3 separate regions of the Sus scrofa genome follow, and regions 1 and 3 are each linked to region 2. Evidence: chromatin contacts called from public HiChIP or PLAC-seq data. All regions are on one chromosome and are shown on one strand. Each heading gives the region's core, a stretch centred on a gene start, on an enhancer-like site or on the middle of the called end of the contact. The rest is flanking DNA. Distances are from core to core; before and after follow the strand shown.

Evidence for each region. HiChIP or PLAC-seq counts read pairs in DNA pulled down with a chosen protein or histone mark.
Region 1: a contact with region 2 is called in an H3K27ac HiChIP or PLAC-seq map of alveolar macrophages. The contact joins two enhancer-like sites. A contact is called at or near these places in 1 of 47 Hi-C or Micro-C datasets (epiblast stem cells) and 1 of 2 datasets of contacts at active chromatin or transcription factors (alveolar macrophages).
Region 3: an H3K27ac HiChIP or PLAC-seq map of alveolar macrophages shows a contact between it and region 2. The contact joins two enhancer-like sites. A contact is called at or near these places in 1 of 47 Hi-C or Micro-C datasets (epiblast stem cells) and 1 of 2 datasets of contacts at active chromatin or transcription factors (alveolar macrophages).

What each region holds. Positions count from the first base shown.
Region 1 is chr2:25,742,838-25,745,635 of Sscrofa11.1, forward strand. The region is part of intron 8 of SLC1A2 (excitatory amino acid transporter 2); the gene reads left to right. Among named protein-coding and RNA genes, the nearest start is that of CD44, 140 kb to the right of the region's middle. Within about 2 kb of position 1,309, at least 17 of the 83 cell types and tissues checked have an H3K27ac peak or open chromatin away from gene starts, as enhancers often do. A contact at or near this core is called in alveolar macrophages, where this site is marked.
Region 2 is chr2:25,934,737-25,937,618 of Sscrofa11.1, forward strand. No RefSeq gene overlaps it. Among named protein-coding and RNA genes, the nearest start is that of CD44, 52 kb to the left of the region's middle. Within about 2 kb of position 1,400, at least 28 of the 83 cell types and tissues checked have an H3K27ac peak or open chromatin away from gene starts, as enhancers often do. A contact at or near this core is called in alveolar macrophages, where this site is marked.
Region 3 is chr2:25,722,984-25,725,683 of Sscrofa11.1, forward strand. It overlaps SLC1A2 (excitatory amino acid transporter 2), which reads left to right. Exons shown (of 11, transcript XM_003480708.4): 6 at 2,263-2,389. Among named protein-coding and RNA genes, the nearest start is that of SLC1A2, 120 kb to the left of the region's middle. Within about 2 kb of position 1,383, at least 13 of the 83 cell types and tissues checked have an H3K27ac peak or open chromatin away from gene starts, as enhancers often do. A contact at or near this core is called in alveolar macrophages, where this site is marked.

The sequences.
Region 1 (2,798 bases), core at 59-2,558, 190 kb before region 2:
CATGGGAGATTTGGGCTTCAGCAAGTGGGTTTGGGGAGGACACCGCTCAGTCCAGAGCAGTACTCTATGGGAGCCTCAGTTTCCTGTATGAGGGGGACAGTCATCACACATTCAGGTGTGGTTGAGAGCTTTGTACCTGGTGCATTGTCACCTGTCAATAAATGTTTGCTACGAGTATCGTTACTACTATTGATGCTTCATATAACACTCCTAGAATATGAAAGAAAAATGTGACTCTGATACAGCAAGTGCCATGATGTTAGTCAGTGGAAAACATGCTTCAGGTCATTTTATCAAGCTTCTAAATCATGTCCTCCTAACAGATTGCAGGTGAGACTGCCTACCTCCCTTGCTTAAAAATTCAAAGATGGATGGAGCTCCTTGGTGTCCCTGAATTCTTGGCCTTGATGGCAGTCATGCTTTCCATCAAGTTCACACCTCGAGATGAGAACTTAGAGATGGGAGGATGGTCCAGTGACCAGCTGATTGAGATTGTGCCTCAGTTATTTAAATTTATCTACCCAAGATTTATTTTATTTTAATAATGATACTACTGAGAATTTTCCCTGGAAAAAAAGGATGAAGTTGGAACAAATATATTTAATACTTGTGTCCCTGTCAAGTTCAGTGAAACCTGCTATATTTGTAGACATCCCAAGGGCTGTCTCTATGGGGTGGGGGGTGGAAATCTCCTGCCCCCATAGAGTATATGTAGGTCACTGTCTCTAATTTAATCAGAGAAAAAGAGCCAAGTCCAGGTTCATAGCTGTGCTTCCAAGTACTTTCTTCACCTCACTTCCCTGTATTCAGGGAAAGAGGGGCCAGGAATTCTCAGCAAATGCATTAATTAATCATAGAGTTTTCAATGTGAGGAAGGATCGAGGGACATGAGGAGCCAGTGCAGCACTGGAATCAAGCAGACGAGGGTTCAAATCCCAGCAGACCTTGTTCAAACTCTGTGACCCTGGATCCACTCCTTGGTGCCACCATCTGTGCCTTTGTGTAGGGCTGAGAGGTCCGGCTGCGAATAACGTGTGTGTAGTTCCTTGCACAGCATCCAAGAACTAACCGTAGGGAAGTGAGCCAGGAGAGTAGAAGGACTGGATGAGCAGGAAAGGATAAAGGGACAGAGGGGAGGTCACTGCCTGGGGAGCCTGTGGTTGGAGGAGGGTATATTTGGGATGGAGGAACAGAAAGGGAACCAACCTCCAGGAAGAATTCTTTATGGGACTTTGTCTCACACAACCCAGGGGTAACGAGACAATGTGGCCACAGTACAAAGGGATGTGTCAGAGTGACTCATAGAGCAGAAGCTACTGATGTTGTAAATAAAACGGCCAAGGCCGAGAGGTCCTTGGAACTTGGGGAGTTCCCCTTCCCTGGTGTTCAATCCATCTCAGGGAAATGACTGAGAATTCCCACCTGCCAGGAATGTCCCACCTGCCTTGGGACTTTAGGGACGTATTCATTGCAAAGCAGCCTCACCCTGCCCAGATTTCCCAGTAAGAATAACGATTCCCATTTACTAGGGGGTTGCAATGTGCCGGCCTCTTCTAAGGGCTTTTGATTCATGAGCTCCCGATGACTCCAAGAGTGACACACCACTCATAGCTCCTTTTTGACAGATAAGGAAGTCAAGGCACAAAGAGGTTAAGTAAGTTGCCCAAAGCCATGTGGTTACTAAGTGGCAGAGCTGGGATTTGAACCTAGGTCGTTCAACTCCAGAAGCTTTGCTGATAACCACTGCACACTACTACTTCCTCCGTCCTAGATGGATTCAAGGAAAACAGAGTTGTTGAAACGCTGACCCCAGCTCTACATGGACGGAGCCAGGGCGAAAGCAAAGATGCATTCTGTAGATCTCACGTAGGGAAGTGTCTGTTCTGAGCCAAGCCCAAATGTGGGAAGGATGGTTATATGGAAAAACCAGTGTGAACCACAAAACCTCCTGGGACCTTCCTTGAGGTCAGTTCAGGTCCCTCCCAGCTGTGAGACCAGGATTCGGTGCCTGGGCACACCAATGGTCAAACCCATTTGGGACTCTTATTCTTAGTTTGGAACCAGAAGACCTACTCTAAAAAATCTGGAACTGTATAGCCATGAAGAAAACAGCACCCCCCCCCTTTCTTTTCAGCAGACAGAAAAGCAACTTGGGAACCTGTATTTTCAGAAGCATTGTTCCATTTAGAAAGAACAGCTTTTACACATGGGGTCCAGAAAAGAACTGAAAAAGTCACTGCCCCTTGCTGGACCAGAGAGGCTCCCTGGTGTCAAGACAGAGCCCTTGAACCCTAGATGAAACCCTCTTCCAGAGACTTCCACATGGTGTTGGGTGTGCCCTTGGCATTACTTGGAAAGCAAGGGTTGAGATGCTTCAGAAGGAAAGCCTCCCGTTATTTCATTATCCTTTCTTGGCATCCCCTTTCTGAGTAATGCATTTTCCAGCCCAGGGTGAAACGTCCAGGCATTTGAAGCTTAATGTCATTTGGAATTCTGTTGATTTGTTTCCCTGATGTCCACTCAGTTGAGTCTGGATATTTGCTATCCCGCGTTCCCATGTTAACTTTGGCAATGGTCTCCTCAGACTCTCGCCACATAGTCTTGACGTCTCTGGTTCTCTCCGAGACATAAAGGCGTAAGCAGAAATGAATGCAGTGGTGTTCCTGTGGGAGGATGAAGGGTGATTTGTTTTTCTTCTTTAATATTTCCGTGCCCGCTTTTAGAGCCATGCTTACCTTACTTGAGCCCTGTGGCATATTAGGCAAATCGAATGTCACGAGGGGTAAGACTCTAAGCCC
Region 2 (2,882 bases), core at 150-2,649:
AAAACAATTTTGATTCTCCAGGGAGAATTAGGTAATGATGCGCATTTATAAGAAACTATAAGGATGGAGCCACGCCTTAAATGTTGTGGTTAAAAGCTGGAAACCACAACCTCTCAGCTCCTTACTATTGAGACTTCTTAATAATGAAATCCCTTCCTGACTCCTTGCATAATTGCCTGGAAGAGGGATCAGGAGTGGAGGCCCTTCCATCCTGCAAGGTTCAGATGCCCATTGGATGGATACACAGGTGCCCTGCTGTTTGAAACCAGCTTCCTACTGAGTGGCTGCTGGGAAAAGTCACAAAGCCAGTGGATGGAAATAGCCCTGCCTGCTGGGAGAAAGAGGATCTTGGAGCGCTTTCTTCTCATTCTCTCACAAATACTGATGAAGCATTTCTGCACCTCACGCCAGTTGCTATAGAGACGGTGTGGGGAACACATGTAAATATTCAGCATGTGTGAGGCACCCTAAGCTCCTACAGTGCAATACGGTTTCTCTTCTCCTTGACTTTTTTCTTTCTGGCTGAGAGCTGCAGTTTGTAGCTACATCCGTAAGCCCCGTGGTTTCAGGCCTCAGACTCCTGGGCCTCCTGTTTAAGGAACTTGTCTACCAGGAGTAAATTGGAAACACCCCACGTGTGGGGTCATGAGATCTGGGTTTGAAATGCTTTCCTGCTACTTTTATGGTGGCAGAAAGTTCTTCCACCTCCATTTTCTCATCTGTAAACTAGGGGAAATAAAGCCCTCCAGCTGTGGGGAGAAGACTGAGAATGGACACTACAAGCTTCGTAAAGATGAAAGTGCTAAGTGCGTTTAGTAGCGGGATTACGGAATTACCGTATATTCCCAAAGGCTTGTCAAATCCAATCACAGTCTCATCTAGGCACTTGCATGCGGAAACTGGGAGGGCTCTTCATCAGTTAGCAGTTAGAGGGCCTTGTTCCTTCTGAGTCTGGTGTGGAGTCCCCATGAAAGCAGGCCAGCTCAAAGGAGGAATCCAGGCCTTGGGGACTGGCTCCTGGGACCCCTCCCTCCAGTTGTCCAGGGCCTTCCTGATGAGCATGGGCCCCATCTCATAGCCTATCATCCACAAGAGAGCAGAACAGCTCAGCCACCAATCTCTTCCGACTTTTGAAAAAACCCAGGTGTTTTCTTAAACACAAATACACCCCCAAAGCTTAGAAAAACGCAGCAGATCCAGCAGCAAGAGCCCGCACGTGCAGATCCTCCTCTTCAGAGAGGCACAGAGGACCAGAGAGGAGGTGTAGGCAAACTCTGGTCTGAATTCCAAAGGCAGCCCTTGGAATTCCAGCTCCTTGTGTGGCTTCTCTTGGGCTGTGGGAGGAGGGGCGGAGCCAAGAATGAGGGCGTTGTCTCAATGACTGTCTGCTGCCGCCCATGCACTGGGGAGCTTCTCTGCAGTCTGTTCCTCTGTCTCCTTGGTAACCCGACAGGGTGCTGTGGTGACAAGAGGAGACAGCCCAAACAGAATCCGCCAGCTGCGGGGAACCAGGCCTGTTCGCCCCTGCCACCAAGCTCGATCGCTCTCTATTTTGGAGTTCTAGATTGGCGTTCCCGATTTGTCACTCAATCACACACAACAGCGATGCCAAATTCTGACCCTCAGAGGCAGGAGCCTGGCACGCGTGTTTCTTGTGCTACCCCTCAGACAATGAGGGGATGCTTCAAATGTTGAGCCTGAGGGCTCCAACCACCCCAGCCAAATGCTACAGGCTGCTCCCAGTGGGGAGCAGAGCTTCCTGCTGCAGGAATGTGAGAGCAGGGTGGTAGCCAGGGGCGGAGGGAGGATGGACTGGGAGCTGGGAGAAGAGCAGAGGCCAGCCAGGTCAAGAATTCCCCAAATTCTTTTCCTTTGGCACGCCACACCCCAAATCTCCCATCTGAAAGGAAAATATAATGTCTCTGTGTGTGTGTGGACATATATATATATATATATATCCACACAGTATATGTGTGTGCATATGTATATAATATCTATGTGTCTATATAAAAATACATAATATATATAATGTATTGGAACGTCCATGAAGTTGTAAAGGCGGGAACTAATAGCATCTCGTGGCTTATTTTGTTGCGTGTTTATGTTTGTTTGCTTTGCCTACAAAAGAAGGAGAATTAAAAGGGAGGCTGGGAAAGGAAAGCTATGATACTGATAACAACAGGTAGGAGTGAGCCAAGAATTCATTTATTCATTCAGTAAATACCGTGTGATCATCTGCTACCTACCAGGCCCTATCTTGGATGTTGGGGATACGGCAGCAGTAAACAAAACAGGCAGAAATCCCTGACCTCACAGAGCTTACGTTCAAGTGAGGGAGGCAGGAAACGACAGATGACAATAAAGCATGATGAATACCTAACATGTCTTGTGCGCATGCTCAGACATCCATCAGGAGGGAGGCCAGGGAGCATAGAAGGGAGCTGTGGTCCAGGAGAGTATACCCAGGGGAGCCCTCACTATGCTAGTGGTTCTGAGTCAAGTCATGGCAGGTAAGGACTTGATCTGTGCAGGTATCTGGGGAAAGAACATTGGAGACCAATCTGGAGACTACTGGGCGGAAGCCGAGGGAGCCGGGGTGGGGGGAGAAGAGAGGGTGAGGCTGGAGTGAGACTGTCAGATCAGGCTGGGCCTTGGGGGCCGCTGAAAAGATTTAGGCTTATCCTCTGAGCTAAATGAGGAGGCGTGGGAGGGTCTTGAGCAGAGAAGTGGCAGGATTTGATTTCTGCTTTAGGATCCTTGTGGCTGCTTCACAGAGAGCAGAGGGAGGGGTGGGGTGGGGTGGGGTGGGGCTGATACTCTGAGTCTGAAATCTGCTCTCACTTTGTTAAAAGTGGAATTGGAAAGTGTTGGGGAGGTCAGAG
Region 3 (2,700 bases), core at 133-2,632, 210 kb before region 2:
AAACTTGCAGACTCTTTTGGACTCGAATCTCAACCACTTAAATCAACTCCTGTGAGAGACGGCTCCTTTCAGCATCTCTGTAGTATGCACAGAGATGGCCAGTTTCTGCAGACCCCACCGGGGGAGCTGTTTTATGCTAGTTCTTTGGGACCTTGAGACCTGGAGCATTTTCTTTTAAAATTTCCAAATGGAATTCACCAAGTGATAACTAGCTATTCTCAGCCAGAATGTTCACAGATTATTGCTCAGTTCTCCTCTAGCAAACGCCTCTCCACGGGCTTGAGAAGAGCCTGCCTGCGATGTCCTCTATTCCTGCAGAACTAGGTCACTCTCCCTGGTCGCTCTAATTCTGGGTCACTTTAATTCTCACTAAGCCTTTGTTTTTGTGGCCAGAACGGCTCACTGGTAAGTCACTTGTCGCTCTTTCTGGCCAAGAGCTGAGAAGGGGAACTATTAAATAGTGAGGATTAACAATTTTAGTGCAAGTTCTGGGTTCTTTTTGCTGAAGCTAGAGAGAGGGTCTGGTGGTTGAACAGTCTGGGTTGATATGTGCTTGCTGTGGGGAGGTGGGAGGTTTTGGCGACCAGGGAAAAGGTAAAATCAGAGGTTCAGAGAGAAAGACTTTTCCTCCAAGAGAATCAAATTATAATGCTGTAGTTTACCTTGGTACAGCTCAAGACCGCAGGCCTAAACAGACACACGAGGAAACTGGATAGAATAGGGAGAGACTGGAAATGACGGGACGGGGTGGGTGTGGGGAAGAAGAGGGAGAGGTTCAGAGAAAGTCAGATGGGCGAGCAAGGTCCCATTGTCAAGGGGACAATGACACGGATTTATAGTCCATGCAAGTCATCAGAATTGGAGCCCCAAGGGAGTTCCCATCGTGGCTCAGTGGGTTAACGAATCCAACTAGGAACCATGAGGTTGCGGGTTCGATCCCTGGCCATGCTCAGTGGGTTAAAGATCCAGTGTTGCCCAAGAAATGGCAAAAAGGCAAAAAAAAAAAAAAAGAATTGGAGCCCCAAGACTGGAAAACAGATTGGGAGTTGAGGCACATGGTGATTTGTAATCAGAAACCCAGAAAGCCCCAGGCAGTATGGGGACATCTGTTAGCCATACACATGGGAGGGTCTGGGTGACACTCCAGAGTGAGACCCTGAGGGAGGGACCTGGTAGGGGGAGTAGTGGCGGAGAGAATGTTTTGGGGAAAGAAAAGCCAGGTCTTGGAGAAACTAACAAATCAGGCAGGTTCCCAGGACAGATACTTAGAATGAGGCAAAAGGCCGCCCAGAACTAAGACCCAAGATTGGCTGTTGGAGTTGGTCCAGGACCTAGTGCAGTTTGCTGCTGACATCAAGAGGTGGAGACAGTGTTCAGTTGTTCCTCAAATCCTCCTGGACGAGAATTAGGAGTGACCCTGGGGCCAGGATGGGGTTACACTGAGGTGGACATCAGGTGATAACAAGTGAAGGAGTTCAGATGGCTGAGGGGCCAGGAAATAACAAAGACTATGTTTTCTCTTTATGATCCTGGGAAAAAACTCAGTAAAAAAGAAAGCATTCTAAACTTTTTTGACCATGGAAAGAATGGTGATGAATTAATGAATAACAGGTTGAATGCAAACAAACTGGGTCATTTGGGGTTTTCCCAACTGTTTTGTATTTCTCATTGCTTTCTCTTTGATTTTTTTTTCCTTTTTGTCATTTTTCCTCCTTCTCAAATTAGGCAATAGGAAAATAATTTTATCTTTAGGGTGTTCCTGGAGTGAACTATACCAGCCATGCATTGATTTGGGATAACACCAAGCCAATACAGACATAACCCTGGCAGAGACTTAGTTGTTAATTGGTCTCTGCTCTTCTAACATTGGCTCCAAAATTTGCACAAAACTCCCCAAGTCCCAACAAGCCTTGCTTTGTTAATCTACATGCTAAAGGAATCTGCTCACACATGATTTCAAAAGCAAGGACGAGAAAGAAGAGAGTACTTTATCGTTTGGAAGGAACATGAATTTATTTCCTCCAAGGAACTAACCTGCTTACACTCCAACTTGCTCATGTGGAAAATATTCAGGAAAGCCGTAATTATCCAGGGGAAAGGTATTTTCAGTGTGAAACCTAATGCTTTTGTCTTTTAATGCTTACTTCGTGGGGTAACAGGCGGTGAGAACGGGGCTCCCTACTTGGGGAATGGGAAAGCCCACGGGAGAAGAAACACATTCTTTATAATTTGTCCTTCTGTGTCATGTGATTCACCCAACAGGTCTGATAGGGTTTTTCATTGCCTTTGGCATCGCCATGGGGAAGATGGGTGAGCAGGCCAAGCTGATGGTGGAATTCTTCAATATTTTGAATGAGATTGTGATGAAGTTGGTGATCATGATCATGTGGTAAGTGGGCTTCTTCTTACCTCATTGCGGAGAGGACGTGAGATGGTGTTGGGGTCCCCCAGAGGACGCTGGAACCCTCCCAGCAGCAAAGAGTGGGTGGGCGTGAACCAAGTGAACCAAGCAAAGGGCTCTCAGGAAGGACTGAGAAAGGGCTGAAAAACCTCTCTTTTAGAGAGTTCCCCAGAAAATGGGTTGGAAACCTATAGCCAGCCCATGGACCACATCTCATCTGCCATTTGTTTTGTATGACCTGACAATTAAGAATGGGTCTTTTGTGTTTACTTTGCAGAAAAAAAAATCAAAAGAGTAGT